Linked DNA regions of Mus musculus: region 2 is linked to region 1. Evidence: chromatin contacts called from public ChIA-PET data. All regions are on one chromosome and are shown on one strand. Each heading gives the region's core, a stretch centred on a gene start, on an enhancer-like site or on the middle of the called end of the contact. The rest is flanking DNA. Distances are from core to core; before and after follow the strand shown.

The links. ChIA-PET counts read pairs in DNA pulled down with a chosen protein or histone mark.
Region 2: a contact with region 1 is called in an RNA polymerase II ChIA-PET map of memory CD8 T cells, with 27 read pairs. The contact joins two enhancer-like sites. A contact is called at or near these places in 4 of 39 promoter capture datasets (the C10 cell line, cranial neural crest, liver and 1 more), 2 of 15 datasets of contacts at CTCF or cohesin (CD8 T cells and the NIH/3T3 cell line), 1 of 484 Hi-C or Micro-C datasets (tail fibroblasts) and 7 of 115 datasets of contacts at active chromatin or transcription factors (bone marrow-derived macrophages, craniofacial prominence, embryonic basal ganglia and 4 more).

Annotation. Positions count from the first base shown.
Region 1 is chr9:118,166,907-118,170,449 of GRCm38.p6, forward strand. Gm17399 (predicted gene, 17399) reads left to right here. Exons shown (of 2, transcript NR_155294.1): 2 at 2,799-3,476. Among named protein-coding and RNA genes, the nearest start is that of Gm17399, 18 kb to the left of the region's middle. Within about 2 kb of position 1,850, at least 24 of the 459 cell types and tissues checked have an H3K27ac peak or open chromatin away from gene starts, as enhancers often do. A contact at or near this core is called in CD8 T cells and memory CD8 T cells, where this site is marked.
Region 2 is chr9:118,451,790-118,455,332 of GRCm38.p6, forward strand. All of the region lies in intron 2 of Gm33408 (a long non-coding RNA gene), which reads right to left. Among named protein-coding and RNA genes, the nearest start is that of Platr11, 6.4 kb to the left of the region's middle. Within about 2 kb of position 1,827, at least 14 of the 459 cell types and tissues checked have an H3K27ac peak or open chromatin away from gene starts, as enhancers often do. A contact at or near this core is called in CD8 T cells and memory CD8 T cells, where this site is marked.

The sequences.
Region 1 (3,543 bases), core at 600-3,099:
CTAAAGTAAATGTGGAGCATTCTCACTTGTGATTGGATGGGGGAACACAGCGACACTGTGCCTTATGTAGTGTGCCACCTTGTACCATGAATGATAACAAAGCCTCTGAGGACTGTGCCCTAGGAAGCCACGCCTTCTTGTTCCTTCCCTGCAGCCCATTCATAGCAAATAGAACACAGAAGAATGGTGCTCACTAAGTCTTCAAGACTAGGCTAGCTTAGTAACTGCTGCTTGCTTTACTAGAACACTCTTTGGAGTCTTGGTGCACTGGCTCCGTCAGAGGTCCTGTGAATACTGTCTGAAGGTATTGTTTTGGTGGGTTTTTTTTTGTTTTGTTTTGTTTTTTTGAGATGAGGTCTCATGTACCCCAGGCTAGTCTCAAACTCACATTGCAGCCAAGGATAGCTTTAAACTCCTGATCCTTACACCTCTATCTCCTGAGTTGCAAATACATGCTACCATATGTCCAGTTTATATGGTATTGTTTTTGTGCAAGCTTTTCAAGGACTCTGCCAACAAAGCTACATGTCTTGTCCCTTGATAGAGTTTTTGTGCAGATAGGGTATATAGAAAGAGGTTTCTCCTTAACAACAACAATAAAACATGCACACTTGACTTTGGCATTGGGAGCCTTAAGGAAATAAGTGAAAGTACAACATTTGATCTTCCTGTTTATTAAGCACACGACAAAGACAGAGACAGAGAATTATATAGATAATGAGATACCGAAACAGACACTAGAAAGAAAAAGTTTTATCTTCAAGCCTATGAAGTCAAGATTTTCTATTTCCTCTAAATTTGACTCACAACCTCACAGTTGCTTTCTCTTTCAACTTTTTCTTGAAGTTAAGAAGTCATGGTTAGAAGAAGCCACCAGCTGGCACTGTCTACACTTTGTGTGTGCACCTCTACAGCCAAGTCTCCGAGTGCTTTAAGTCGCCGTTGCTTCTGTTCCCTAGGTTACCACAGACAGCCGCGCTGCCAAACTATGCCACAAATGACAAAGGTGCCCTTTTCATCCTCCTCAAACAGAACCCTCCTCAGCATTGTGCTGACCCTTATCACCACTGTCAATGGCCTCTTGGGTCTGTTGTGCTCTTGTTTAGAATTCCCTTAAGGCTCCCAGTGCCAGCATCAAGTGTGCATGGCTGCATTGGTTCCCTGAAGCTGCTGTGGTGTCCTCAGAGTGATTATAGTGTCAAAAATGGGCAAGCTTCCCTAAGGGAGGTTCCAGGTGTTGCTAGGCAAAGAGCTACCGGGCCGACAGTTCCCTGCTGAAGGCTTCCAGTCCTTCAAGAAGGGTCTTCACCGTTGGAATCATTCACAGAAAGTGTTTAAAGGGATTCTCACAACAAAGCTGCCTTATACTGATTTGTGGTAAACCCCAGTGAACAAAGGCCACACACACTTTTCTTTTTGAGATGCGTCTTTCAGAATCTGAGCCTGCTATGGGATAGCAATTGAAAAGTTCCCAAAGCCTTTCTGCTCAACATTTTAGAGAACCCAACAAAGGATTGACGAGAACATGAGGGAGGAGTTTGCCCTAACACTCCAGCAGCTGCAGATAACCAGTACACGGTGATCGAGACATGTCCCAGTCACTATAGACAGCATGTCCTGTGGCCTTGGAAAGCAGCCCTCTCAGGCTTTGCTAAACTGTAAGTGACCTGCAACTGTGATGTGCAAGCCATAGGGGGGACACTTCCTCTGGTGGAACAGAGAAGTCTTGTGATTGGTGCAGATCTCAGTCCTTCATCTGTTGAAGCAGGGCTGTGCCATGACTGATACCAACACCTTCTAGTTCCTCCTTTCTGGCTGTGTAAGGAGGCTGTTGTCACCTTTACAGTAAGCTACACGCATGACGCTCTGGTGTACTGCCCTCTAGTGTTGTAACATTAGACCCGCGGACAAGCTTCTCTGGACTGATCTTCCTCACTCTAGAAGAGGAGTTGGACCATGAAGAAGATGGGACAGAAATGTCAGTAGAGTGGTCACAGTGGTATAAGCCAGAGCTTCACTTGTGGCGCCCTTCAGATCAGAACAGCGTAGATCGTTCCACGTCTTTGTACATTAGCTAAGAGCGAACTGCATTTTTGCGACTGTGATTCCCAGTACAAATCACACGACGTAATGGGGTTTACAAGCTTTGTCCTCATGCATCAGGCATCTGCTCCTGATGTCTCACGTTTGACTCTCCTCCACACTGGAATCTATTGCTTTTCCTTGTCCCCTTCATCATCCTTCCATGTCAGCATTTCCCAAACCAAGCTTCAAATCACAGACTTAACAATTCATAAGCAATCAGAGCCATGCTTTACATACAAGCACCTGCTGGTACTGTGCAAACTGTATAGCAACGTCACTCTCACAACTAGAAGATGTTACCTTGCCTTATAGATTAAATTATATTCCATTTAAAAATAGGCAACTTAAGCTTCTTTCTTCCTTTTTTCTTCTTCTGCCCAAGACAAGTTCACTGCACCTCGCATGTTCCAAATTTAAACCTAACACCTAGATAAAAAAAAAAAAAACTGACAAACAGGAAATGACTAAAGGGAGCGGCTCTTCCTATCACGTTTGGGACCATCAAAGCAGACCCTTTTCATCGACATGGGTTTTGATTGGGGTAAGAAAGGGCCAGACAGGCACAGCGTCAATCACATTTATCTTGATCTAGTCATACTAGAATCAACTGGGTCAATACAGTCTCCTCTAGTTCTCGCTTTACAATTTGGTGGGTGGAATTCTTGACTGAGATTTGGTTTAGATCATTTCCCTCTTGTGTCTTTTGCCTGCAGACTTAGAAAGCCAGCAGTAACTAATGATGAAGTGCAATGTCTTCCTGTAAGACCTTCTGCCTGAACTTCATTGAAGAATAATGGCATCTTCCTCTTCCTTCATCCCTTAACACAGGAGCCCATCGAGTGTCCACATGCACAGAGGAGTCACTTGTCCGCTGACAGCCATGGCTTTGCAGTAAACGCCAAGGCATAGATGCTTCCATCCCGTAAGCAAGAGCGAGACCTGGAAATAGCCAGAGACCTAGGTGTGAAGTACAGGCTGTTCTGTTGGTAACAGAAAGGCATCTCTGCATCTCCTTCTTAATTAATGTCCCTTCTTGTTATAGAAATAAATCTTATGCTTGTGTGAAACTCATACTGTAGAGGAGTCCTCCTGCCCTTACTCTGGCTTTAACTCCTTCCCACACAAAGTAACCTACTTCATTTGCAGTCCAGGAGAGATCCTTCAGTTTTGCTGCATTTCTCAATTAAGTACAGTATGCATCAGGCAGCAGATTTTCTGTACCAATGAAGTTACACTTTGCACATTGTTCTAGAAAACACATCACACAATGAGATGGTTATCTCATTTGTCACTTGTCTGTGTCTTTAAACAATTTAAAGTAAAACGCTTGTGGTTCATCTTTACCTCTTACAAATAATCGAAAATAAAATGCTACACATGGTGTCAAAAGCCCTTTGACCTGCTTGGAATTTCACTCCTCATCCTCAAAAATCTCTTGGGAGCATGCATGGGCAGTGA
Region 2 (3,543 bases), core at 577-3,076, 280 kb after region 1:
TTTTTGTTTGCTATGTTTGTTTTTGGTTTTGGATTTTCAAGATAGGGTTCTCTGTTTTAGCCTTGACTGTCCTGGAACTCACTCTGTAGATGAGCCTGGCCTTAAACTCATGTAGATCTGCCTGCCTCTGTCTCCCCAAGTGTTGGGGTTAAAGGCATGTGACACCACTGCCCTGCACATTTATTCATTTATTATGGGGCTACACGTGCCACAGCATGCATGTGGAGGTCAGAGCTCAACTTGCTAAAGTCTACTATCTCCCACCACTGTGCAGGGCCAGGCTCAAGCCATTAAGCTTGGCAGCAAGCACTTTTACCCCTACCTCAACCCCTTTAGTGCACTATTGAAGGACACATTGTATATCCCTATTCTCAGGCTCTAATCAACAAGTGAACTTCCCAAGTCAGAGAGCAAGGAGGAACTTTACACAAAAAACTCTGGATCCGGTAAAAATTCAAAAGCGTGGTTTGCTTGTCTAACTTGTACTGAACATAGTACTCAATTACCACTTGCTTCCTCAAAAGGAGTAAGCTGTTTTGTTACTGATTATACCTGGAGCAGTGTCTGGACATGGAAGGTACTAAAGACACTGAGTGCTTAATTGATTAATTTGGCTAAGCAAGTAGATCCTGGCATGCTGGGTGGGCGAATGTGAGACTAAGTTAGATGGCGATTATGTATGAAGGTCTATAGCTGAGATCTCCCTACAAGATGACAGGGGAAAAGCCTACCATAGCCCCTATAACTAGGGCCCAAGCCTTACCCTGGGTGTGCCGCAGTCACGCATGTGAGTTATCTTCTTCCACCCACTGTGGAATCCTGAGGATTGATCTTGGATCATCAGGCTTGGATACAAGTTGTTTTACTCAGTGAATGATCTCACTAGCCCTGGACACTTCTTATACGTCCCTCTGGCCATTAAACATAAAAAACGAATGATTCTGGAAGATGCTTATATGAGGCCACAGAGCCATATCATAGAAGTCTAGTGGGTTAAAATAATTTATAAGCTATTCCCAGATCCCTAGCGTCTAACTCCCGTAAGAGACCGGCTGGTTAGTTCGCTTCCCGTCATACCTTTGCACCTATCACTGCGCCTCATCAGCCAGTCAAAAATATTGAAAGACGCGTCTGACTATCTGATGGGTTCCCCCTTGCCAATAGAATTATACTGAAGATCAACTCAAGGTCATAACCGTGGGAGAGCATGAAAAAGTCAAAGAAGGATTTAGAGGGGCATGACGTTTAGAACTGTAGCTTAGAAAAGTCATTTCAGTACCTGCGAGCTGGCTCAACAGGTAAAGAAGCTTGCTGCCAAGTCTGAGGACCTGAGCTTTGATCTCCAGAACTTACCATGCGAGAAGGGAAATAGTGCCCACAAGGTGTCTTCTGACCTCTACACATGCACTGTGCAGGAGTGCTCACACACACACACACACTCAAACAATATTTAAAAAAGAGAGAGAGAGAGAGAGAAAGAAGAAAAATAATTCTGGCAAATCAATAAAGCCCCTCTGTAGCTTTAATGTCTCCAAATCCCACGTTATGCAGCCACTTTAATCATGTTCGGTGTTTCCTTTTCTGATTAAGCTGGGAGAAAAGAAATCACAGGCCTGCATGCCCCTGTTTCTTCTATTTGCCAGCGTTTAAGACTGTACTAAGAACAGGGAGGCCAGATTTGAAGTCTCCGAGTTTCAATGATGAAAGAAGATAGGAAGATTTGGATACATTTCCTCCCGCTCCTTGGGCATCCTGAGCTCCTACTGTCCACGGACTCTCCTCAGCAGGTCTCAGTTCAGACTGTTGCCAGGAAGCATGTAAGGAGTCAGCGTGAGAGTGTCGGTGCCTGCTTGCAGACTGAAGTCGGAGGGGGCGCAGGCTTGTGTGGATGGCTCAGAACAGAAAGCAAGCGTTCTGGTGGGATGCAGCACCCTGGGGTCTGGGCAGATGGTGAGGTTTCTACTTTTAGTTATTAAAAGGGGGGTACATATTAATGTTTTACTTCTCAGGAAACAGTATTCTGGGTTTGTTCAAAGCGAAAGTGCCTGACACAGAAGCTTGAGGACCGGAGTTCAGATCCAAAGTTCCCACATGAAAATGACAGCCTGGTCCCTGCCCTGTAGCTCCTGTAGTGGCTGGCGCCTGGGTCGGGGGGTGGGGGGGGGTGGGGGGTGGGGGAGTCAGAGTCGAACAAATCTCGGAGGCGTGACAGTCAGTCTATCGAAAACGGCAAGTTCTATGGAGAGAGAGAGAGAGAGAGAGAGAGAGAGAGAGAGAGAGAGAGAGAGAGACCTTGTCCAAAAGTAAGGTACAGATGGCTCAGAAAGTAAAAACACCAAGGACTTGCACTCCACCCTGGGATCCCACGGTGGGCAGTGGGCAGAAGGAGAGACCAGCTCCTACAAGCAGCCTCTGACTTCACACATGCTCTGTGGCATGCAAGCACCCACACTCGCACATGTATCATACATAGGCACACACTAGATAAAACAGAAATTATTTTAAAATTTCCTAATAAGGAGGAAAGTGATTGCAAATAGCATCCTGACACTGACCACTGGCGCTCACCAGGTAAGAACTATGCCGTACCTATATGTGGGGCCGGTGGGGAGGACATTAAGAGAGAGCCAATGTTCTGCTGGAAATTTGACTCAGTACAAAAATTCTGTAGGTTAGAAAGGGGGAAAAAAATCAACCAAGAGACATAACTACATGCCTAAGACTTACACAAGAAGTCTATCAAGCTAGCACAAAACTCAGCGTGAATGAGAGAGGAGAAATCCCACCCCTAACTAAGAAGCTATTGGCAATTGATGGCTCTGGGCTCTGGGGAAAGGGACAATCCATTCTCTTCTGGGAGACAGTCTCTGACAGTCTACACATGCCCCAGTAGATGGTCCTGTGCACACACAGGCAGGGTTTAAGTGGATGACCCAATGGAATACACACACACACACACACACACACACACACACACACACATACACACATATATATTTTATATTATTGGGAGCAGGGCAGCTAGGGGCCTAATTGGAGGACCAGGATTTTGAAGGGTGGGTTTGACCCAAGCATGTTATATGAATTATGAAATTGTCAAACAAACAACAACAAAACCAAACTGCAAGTTAAGTGTTCTGGTTCCGGAGGCTAAAGAGCCCACAGTGGAGGCTGATACAGACTCCGAGTCCAGTGAAGCATGCTTTCTGATTTGTACAGACCTTCTGTTTAAACTCTTTTTATATCATTAATAGCCCCATTCCTGGGTACTCTACCTTCATAACCTTTTTATTTCCCAGAGACACCTCAGATACCCCAACAGTGGGAGCTGGGTTTTAGTAGAAGGACTGAGGGAGACGGAAACTTTCCATCTATCTCAGTAATTCTTATATTTGTAAAGGAGTCTGCTGGGACAATCATTTTCTGATATTTCTTCATCTGAAATCTGCCATAGGAAGAGCTAAACCACTGAGCTGAATTCCCCGTGGGAACACTGAATTCATTAGCTGAGTTCTGCCTTGGGAATAAGGAAGAGGATGCCAG